2 separate regions of the Danio rerio genome follow, and region 2 is linked to region 1. Evidence: chromatin contacts called from public Micro-C data. All regions are on one chromosome and are shown on one strand. The core of a region is the stretch at or near the end of the contact, and the rest is flanking DNA. Distances in the headings are between cores, read along the strand shown.

What was found. A called contact is a pair of places that touch in the nucleus more often than the background predicts.
Region 2: a Micro-C map of caudal fin shows a contact between it and region 1, with 1.5 times the contacts expected there. The contact joins two enhancer-like sites. A contact is called at or near these places in 2 of 18 Hi-C or Micro-C datasets (caudal fin and hematopoietic stem cells).

Annotation. Positions count from the first base shown.
Region 1 is chr8:22,555,926-22,559,256 of GRCz12tu, reverse strand. All of the region lies in intron 3 of nfic (nuclear factor I/C), which reads right to left. It also overlaps a transcript of si:ch73-196i15.3 not described here. Among named protein-coding and RNA genes, the nearest start is that of nfic, 100 kb to the right of the region's middle. Within about 2 kb of position 1,471, at least 40 of the 62 cell types and tissues checked have an H3K27ac peak or open chromatin away from gene starts, as enhancers often do. A contact at or near this core is called in caudal fin, where this site is marked.
Region 2 is chr8:22,592,977-22,596,307 of GRCz12tu, reverse strand. The region is part of intron 3 of nfic (nuclear factor I/C); the gene reads right to left. It also overlaps a transcript of si:ch73-196i15.3 not described here. Among named protein-coding and RNA genes, the nearest start is that of smim24, 110 kb to the left of the region's middle. Within about 2 kb of position 1,862, at least 26 of the 62 cell types and tissues checked have an H3K27ac peak or open chromatin away from gene starts, as enhancers often do. A contact at or near this core is called in caudal fin, where this site is marked.

The sequences.
Region 1 (3,331 bases), core at 222-2,721:
GTATGGAATACTGTTTCCGGATCAAAGCAGCTACTCATTGAGATAATACTCGTTTATGGCCATTTTTTGCCATATCACACTTTAAACTAAATTTTATATAACATCATAGCATACACATCAGTCTCTGAACTTGCTGCGTCACAAACACCAAAATTGTAACAATTTATAAAAAATGTATCACTTTCTTGCCATCAGATATAAGGCATGGATATATACATTGGAATCGTGGATGAGGAGATTCCCCCCAAAAAATTATGTAAAGCGCTTCGAGTGTCCATAAAAGCGCTATATAAATGCAAGGAATTATTATTATTTTGTAATCAACATTCATTTTTTCTAGCTAAAAATGTAATATTATATGTCACTGCTTTCAGATAGGAATGTTCAACAAGGACATAAAAACGCTGTTATTACTCAATTGTTAAATCTTGACATTTTAAAAAGTAAACTACAGTGCAAGTCATTTATGTATTTTACATTTTAGGTTGCCTTTTTAAAATCTGACATAAGTCATATGAGTCCTTCGGGCTAACTCTGGCTTATTTACAGTTTTTACTGTCGATGAATGAACACTGTGCATGTTAAAATAAATAAATAAAATAAACAGACTTGATTTGGTGATTTATAAATGAATTTGTATTTCAAATTCCGATGCTAATTTGTTTAGACAAATCTATTTGATCACTTTTACATTTATTTGATCTTATTTGCATTTTAATATAAATATATTATTATAAAACAGCTTCATTTGTTATGAAATGGCTTTTTAACTCTAATGGAACTTTTTAACTTTAATAGAAATTTAACACTTTCTTAAATCCACCTAAAACACTATTCACTCCACAGCAACAGATTTAGTAATATACAATATTTAACTGACTATATATCATGCACCATTAATTAATGTTGATCTACAATAACAGTTTTCTATATTAATAAAATACATAAAATGTCAAAACATTTACAGTTCCTCCTGTTATACCCCAGCATGTGCTGCTTTGCTAAAGTGTGTGCTGGCCCTTTAAGAAGATAAGAGCCGCCGAACACCTCCCCCTGTTGGAGGCCGACAGCGCTGTGAACTTGACCTGAGCTGACCCCCTTTCTCCCACCCCTCCCAAATTTCCGCTGCCAGAGCTCTGGAGCACATTCCAGCTTCTCTGTGTTTACTGAACATGTGTGTGTGCGTACGTGTGCGCATGTGTGTATGCTGCATCTTCCTGCTCAGCTAAACTTGCAGTGTATTTCCACATATGAAACAAATGGAAAGCGAGCCGCCGCATTTAACTTGATCTCTGGCACAAATGCCTCTCTAGTGCCACCAAACTTCGGTTCGGTCAAAACCACCATCCTGTTTGTTTTGACAAGCGTAATATTTATTGTCCCAGCCAAAAAAAAAAAAGCTTCAGAGCTTGAGAGTTATAAAAAAAAAGATCAGAAGAGGACTGGGGCACGAGCCAGGTCACGTGACCCAGCTGGAAACCGATATGGGGGTTGAAACGAAGAGCTAGATAAATCGTACAGCTCTAATGAGGCCGCTAGGCTAATCTTTCAAAAATGTAATTAATTTGATCATCTTTCGAGGGAGTCGTTTCACCCAGAGAGACTTGTGGTTCGCCTGTTGAGCGAGAGAAGGAGGGCAGTAAGAGGAATGGCCAGTGCTTCTCGATCTGGCCGCCATGCGGGACCCTCGCCCCACCCTGCTCTTCGCTCCATTAGCAAAGACACTGAAACAAAGTTTGAGCGCACACACAAACACACACAGCTGCCACTGCAGAAACACTGCCGGCCCTGTTCAACTCGATCGAGATGAAGGGAATTTGAGCATGCGTCACGACTGAAAGATGGCCCTGTGCCTTTAAGCGCAAATGCTGACTGTAGGGCTCTTTCACTCTCGCCTTTCTCAGACACACTCCTCCTTTTCCTTTGCTTCTCTCCCTTTCTTTCTCTCCGCGCTGCTGCCGTTTGTAGGCGAACGGACGCAGCTCCTTATCGGACTGTTTACAGCAAGGAGTTTGTAGGCTATTAGGCAGGTCAGGTGACACGCGGGCTGCCTCTCTGACCCAGACAACTGAGGGTGAAGGTCGCCTGGAGGGGGGCGGAGAGACAAAAAAGCGGGAAAAAAGAAAGGAAAAAAATGCAGGCTGCGGCAGTAGACTAACAATTGTTAACAAGCATTTCTTTTCTACAGCATTAGTGCTGATGATGTGATATTGTTTTAGGGGATAGATCAAGAAAAGTATTCTTACAAATTCAACATTTGGCTTATTAAACTAGTTTCTTACACAAGAGTTGTCTTATTGAGGGAGGATGCATGCCCTTGATCAAAAGTAACAGTCAAAGTGGTGTGAATCAAAAGAACTCCATTTCACATGAATGATTTTCTTTACAACTCTCTCTTCATCAAAGAAGACTGGAAAATGTTGTATGTTTTCCAGCACAGAGTATTGATAACCGATAAACACTGATAACTAAGCATGGGACGATTTTAAGGTTTACCACTGTATACTATAAAATGAATATTTTACTACATACACTGTTTAGACTGCAAAATCATAAGTATATGATTTGGGACATACCTTCAGTTTAATTTATTAACACTTTTTGGAACAGTTCCCCCAAAAATGTTATATTCTTTTTTTACTTTTCCTAACAAAAGCTACATTTCAAAATCGTTGAAAAATGAACAGGCGACACAGTGGCGCAGTAGGTAGTGCTGTTGTCTCACAGCAAGAAGGTTGCTGGTTTGAGCCTCGGCTCAGTTGGCGTTTCAGTGTGGAGTTTGCATGTTCTCCCTGTGTTCGCATGGGTTTCCTTTGGGTGCTCTGGTTTCCCCCACAGTCCAAAGACATGCGGTACAGGTGAATTGAGTAGGCTAAATTGTCTGTGGTGTATGAGTGTGTGAATGAATGTGTATGGATGTTTCCCAGAGATGGGTTGCGGCTGGAAGGGCATCCGCTATGAAAAAACGTACTGGATAAGTTGGTGGTTCATTTCGCTGTGGCGACCCGGGATTAATAAAGGGACTAAGCCGACAAGAAAATGAATGAATGAATGAATGAATGAATGAATATTGAACATGAATTGCGCTGAACTATAACCGTTTTCAAGGTATACCACGGTTTGGAAAAGTCTGCAAAACTGCAAAAGTTTTCTGTTACATCGTTTATAATGTATATGTGGTTTTTTTTTTTGGTTTTTTTTTTACATGTTTTTTACGATTATTTTATTTAGTTTTTTTATATATATAAATAATATATATATATAAACATTTTTCTTTCTTTAAACTGTAATGTTATTAGTATTTTTTTATTTAAGTAGCAGTAGAAACTTC
Region 2 (3,331 bases), core at 613-3,112, 37 kb before region 1:
TGCTTCATGACATTATTGAGTCAATGTTTTGATTACTTGAACATACAGATTAGTAGGGCTGGGCGATGTATCGGGTTATGGGGATATATCGATTTGATTCCCCAACGCGATGCGGTATTATCCAATATCGTTCATATCGATATGGTTTGAGGCCACACATGCGCATTCAGCGGGAAACAGACCACTCTAAGGCAGCAGCACGCGAGCTCCGCTTGCACAAATGTGTGCATGCGCAAATGAATGATTCACTCCACTCACAGTCAAATTAAAGATTTGTTCAAAATGAACGAATCGTTCAAGAACGACCCATCACTGACACGAAATGGAGGAACATTAAGTGCCGGTGTGATGAGAAATCTATCTGACTCACGTGCACACACATCACACAGTGCCTGAAACTGTCATATCGGTTTATTAGAAACCTTTGATCGATCATTTCTTTCGCAATTTACATCAAGAACGAACATAGAAGCCTTGTCAAGTTGACAAGCAGCACCTGCATTTGTTTAAAAGAAATAAAAAAGCCAAAATGGGACAAATTTATACAATAGGGCTAATAATTCTGCCAACTATATAACTCATTCATTCATTCATTCATTTTCTTTTCAGCTTAGTCTCTTTATTCATCATGGGTCGCCACAGTGGAATGAACCGCCAACTTATCTAGCACATATTTTACACAGCGGATGCCCTTCCAGCCACGACCCAACACTGGGAAACACCCATACACTATTGCATTCAGACTCATACACTTTGCCCAATTTAGCTTATTCAGTTCACCTGTACCGCATGTCTTTGGACTGTGGGGGAAACCGGAGCACCCTAAGGAAACCCTCGAGAATACGGTGAGAACATGCAAACTCCATACAGAAATGCCAACTTACCCAGTAGGGGCTCGAATCAGCGACAGTCCTGCAGTGAGATGATCGTGCTACCCACTGCGCCACCGTGATGCCCACAATTTTGAACATTACAAAAAAAAAATGTGCAAGATGCGCATAAAGTTTGAAAGTGTTCTGTGCTCCCAAAGAGCATCTCTCAATTCTAATATACATCGCACATTCATTGCCTTTTAGCTTCATCTTCTGAGGTGCAAATAATTTATTATGTAAGTAAAAAGGCCCACAGTGGCTTCTTGTGCTGCAACAAATTAATTCTTTCTTTTTGATATTTGGGCCAGTTTATCAGGAAGTGACGATTGTATTCTTTTTGACTTATTGGATGGAAACGGTGCTTTATTTGCAAATATTTATGCAATATTTCAGTTTGGATCTTTGCTTGCAAACAGCTAGTTGAATCAGTTTTTTTTTTGTTGTGAAATGTTTGCAACAGAGTTTGATTTAACAAAAATATTTGCAAATAATATAAAAACTTGATTTATTTACAAACCAGTCAAAGCCAGTTGACCAAATTTCGACTTATGGATAATAATAAAAGTCAAAGTCAAAAAAATGGGACAGCCAGCTTAATTTGTGACATATTATATTGTAAATGACAAAACCTGTGTTGACTTGATGACTTAAAAACTAGTGAAGCTACTAACTATGGAGCAAAATAGCTACTGCTACCCAACAGTCACATATATTCATGGATGTAGTCAGCAATTTTGGACCCTACGCACAACAATTCCACAAAGGGGAAGGCCCTAAATTGCCAGAGCCCTATGCACTCTGTCACCCTTTTCCCCCCCACTTACTATGCCCCTGCGTATATATTTGACGGATGTCAGTTATATCTTTCCCCCCTTTTCCTCTTCTCACCCTCTGAGAGTCTTGCCTAGCACGTCACATCTGTGCAGGTTGCAGGGTGGGTCGATTATCAGGCCAGACAGTGATCTGCTCCAGGACTCTGCTCTCTCTGATTACACTGACTGCACACTGCAACCAACCCGCTATCTGATTTAGTAGAAACAGCCCCCCTTTGGTCCCCCTTCCCCGCTCCGTGTACAAACAACTGTATAAACCGTAATCAGTGCACTACAGCAATGGAGCAATGTATGGCATTCCAAAGATGCCATTTATAACGTGGGCTAAGAAGAACACTTGATACAAACAAGCAGATAGTGTCAGCTGTAATGTCACTATAGAAGGTGATCTAGGCCAAATGTCAGGATATGTGAAATTCGATCGTGTGACAATTTTCACCGCATTTCTTCATTATGTGTGGACACACAGTTCCATCATCAGTTTTGATAGATGACAATATAACATTTGACACTTTCATACAAATACGGCAGTATAAACAAGACATCTGTTAGTGTGTTTGTTTCTTCTAATGTATCACCACACCAAATATGCAAATATAGTCTCAAATACAGCAATCTCATTGGCTGTTGTGTTTGTTTATGTGTTTGACATGTTCATATTATGCATGTTTACATGAAAAAAAAATTCATTTTGGCCCTGATAGCCTTCCATACAAGTCTAAAGGCTTTAAAACATGTGCCATTGGCCAAGACTGTGATGCGGCACTCCTTTCACCTTTATACTGAATGTGTATCAGAAATAAATATGAAATGCAATGCAAAATCAAATACACAGGTGTGATGAGGAATATATACAGTATTTAAACAGCGAATATGATACCATCCCATTTAACTGGAGTGTGTAAGACAGGAAGAGCACGCTGCACAGAGATTACAACAGTGACGTAGCGCAGCTGTCCTCACATGCCCTTTTTTCAGTAGAGGCCGCCTCTGCCCCTCCTTCAGCAATCTCACTTTCCCTTGCTCTCCCTCCCATCGATTTTACCTCACTCCCTCTTTCGTTTTTTTATGATATGCTTTCTGCTACAATGCTGCAATGTGGCAAACATTAACATTAACCTCAAGCCATCTGGACTACTCATTATAAAAGAGCAATATCTGCTTTTCACCCCCTCCCTCACTCTTTTACCCTTTTTTATTTTCCCTCAAAGCCACATTAACCCACTTCAGCAGTTTCCTGAATTCTGTCCAAGCACACACTGCAATTGATGAAAAGAATTATTTATCATAATATGCTTTGAATGCTATAGAGCTAAATGCCATGGATGGCGATGAAATGTGTGTATAAAAAGCACTGTTGTTTCGTGGAAACATCTTAAAGGGAAAGTCTCCCCAATATGGAATATTGCTGGCTATTTACTCGCCCTTAGGTCATCCAAAAATAATGATTATGATGTTTTTTTTCTCGAGTCAAGCTAATAATGTTGTACATAAAGATGCAAATTATTGGGCAAAAATGAAATTTTGCCTAGTTATGATTGATACTTTACTAAATAACATAATTTTGCAAGACTTTAACTTTAAGTTAAATAATACTGATAAAAAATACAATCCAATAAAAAAAAA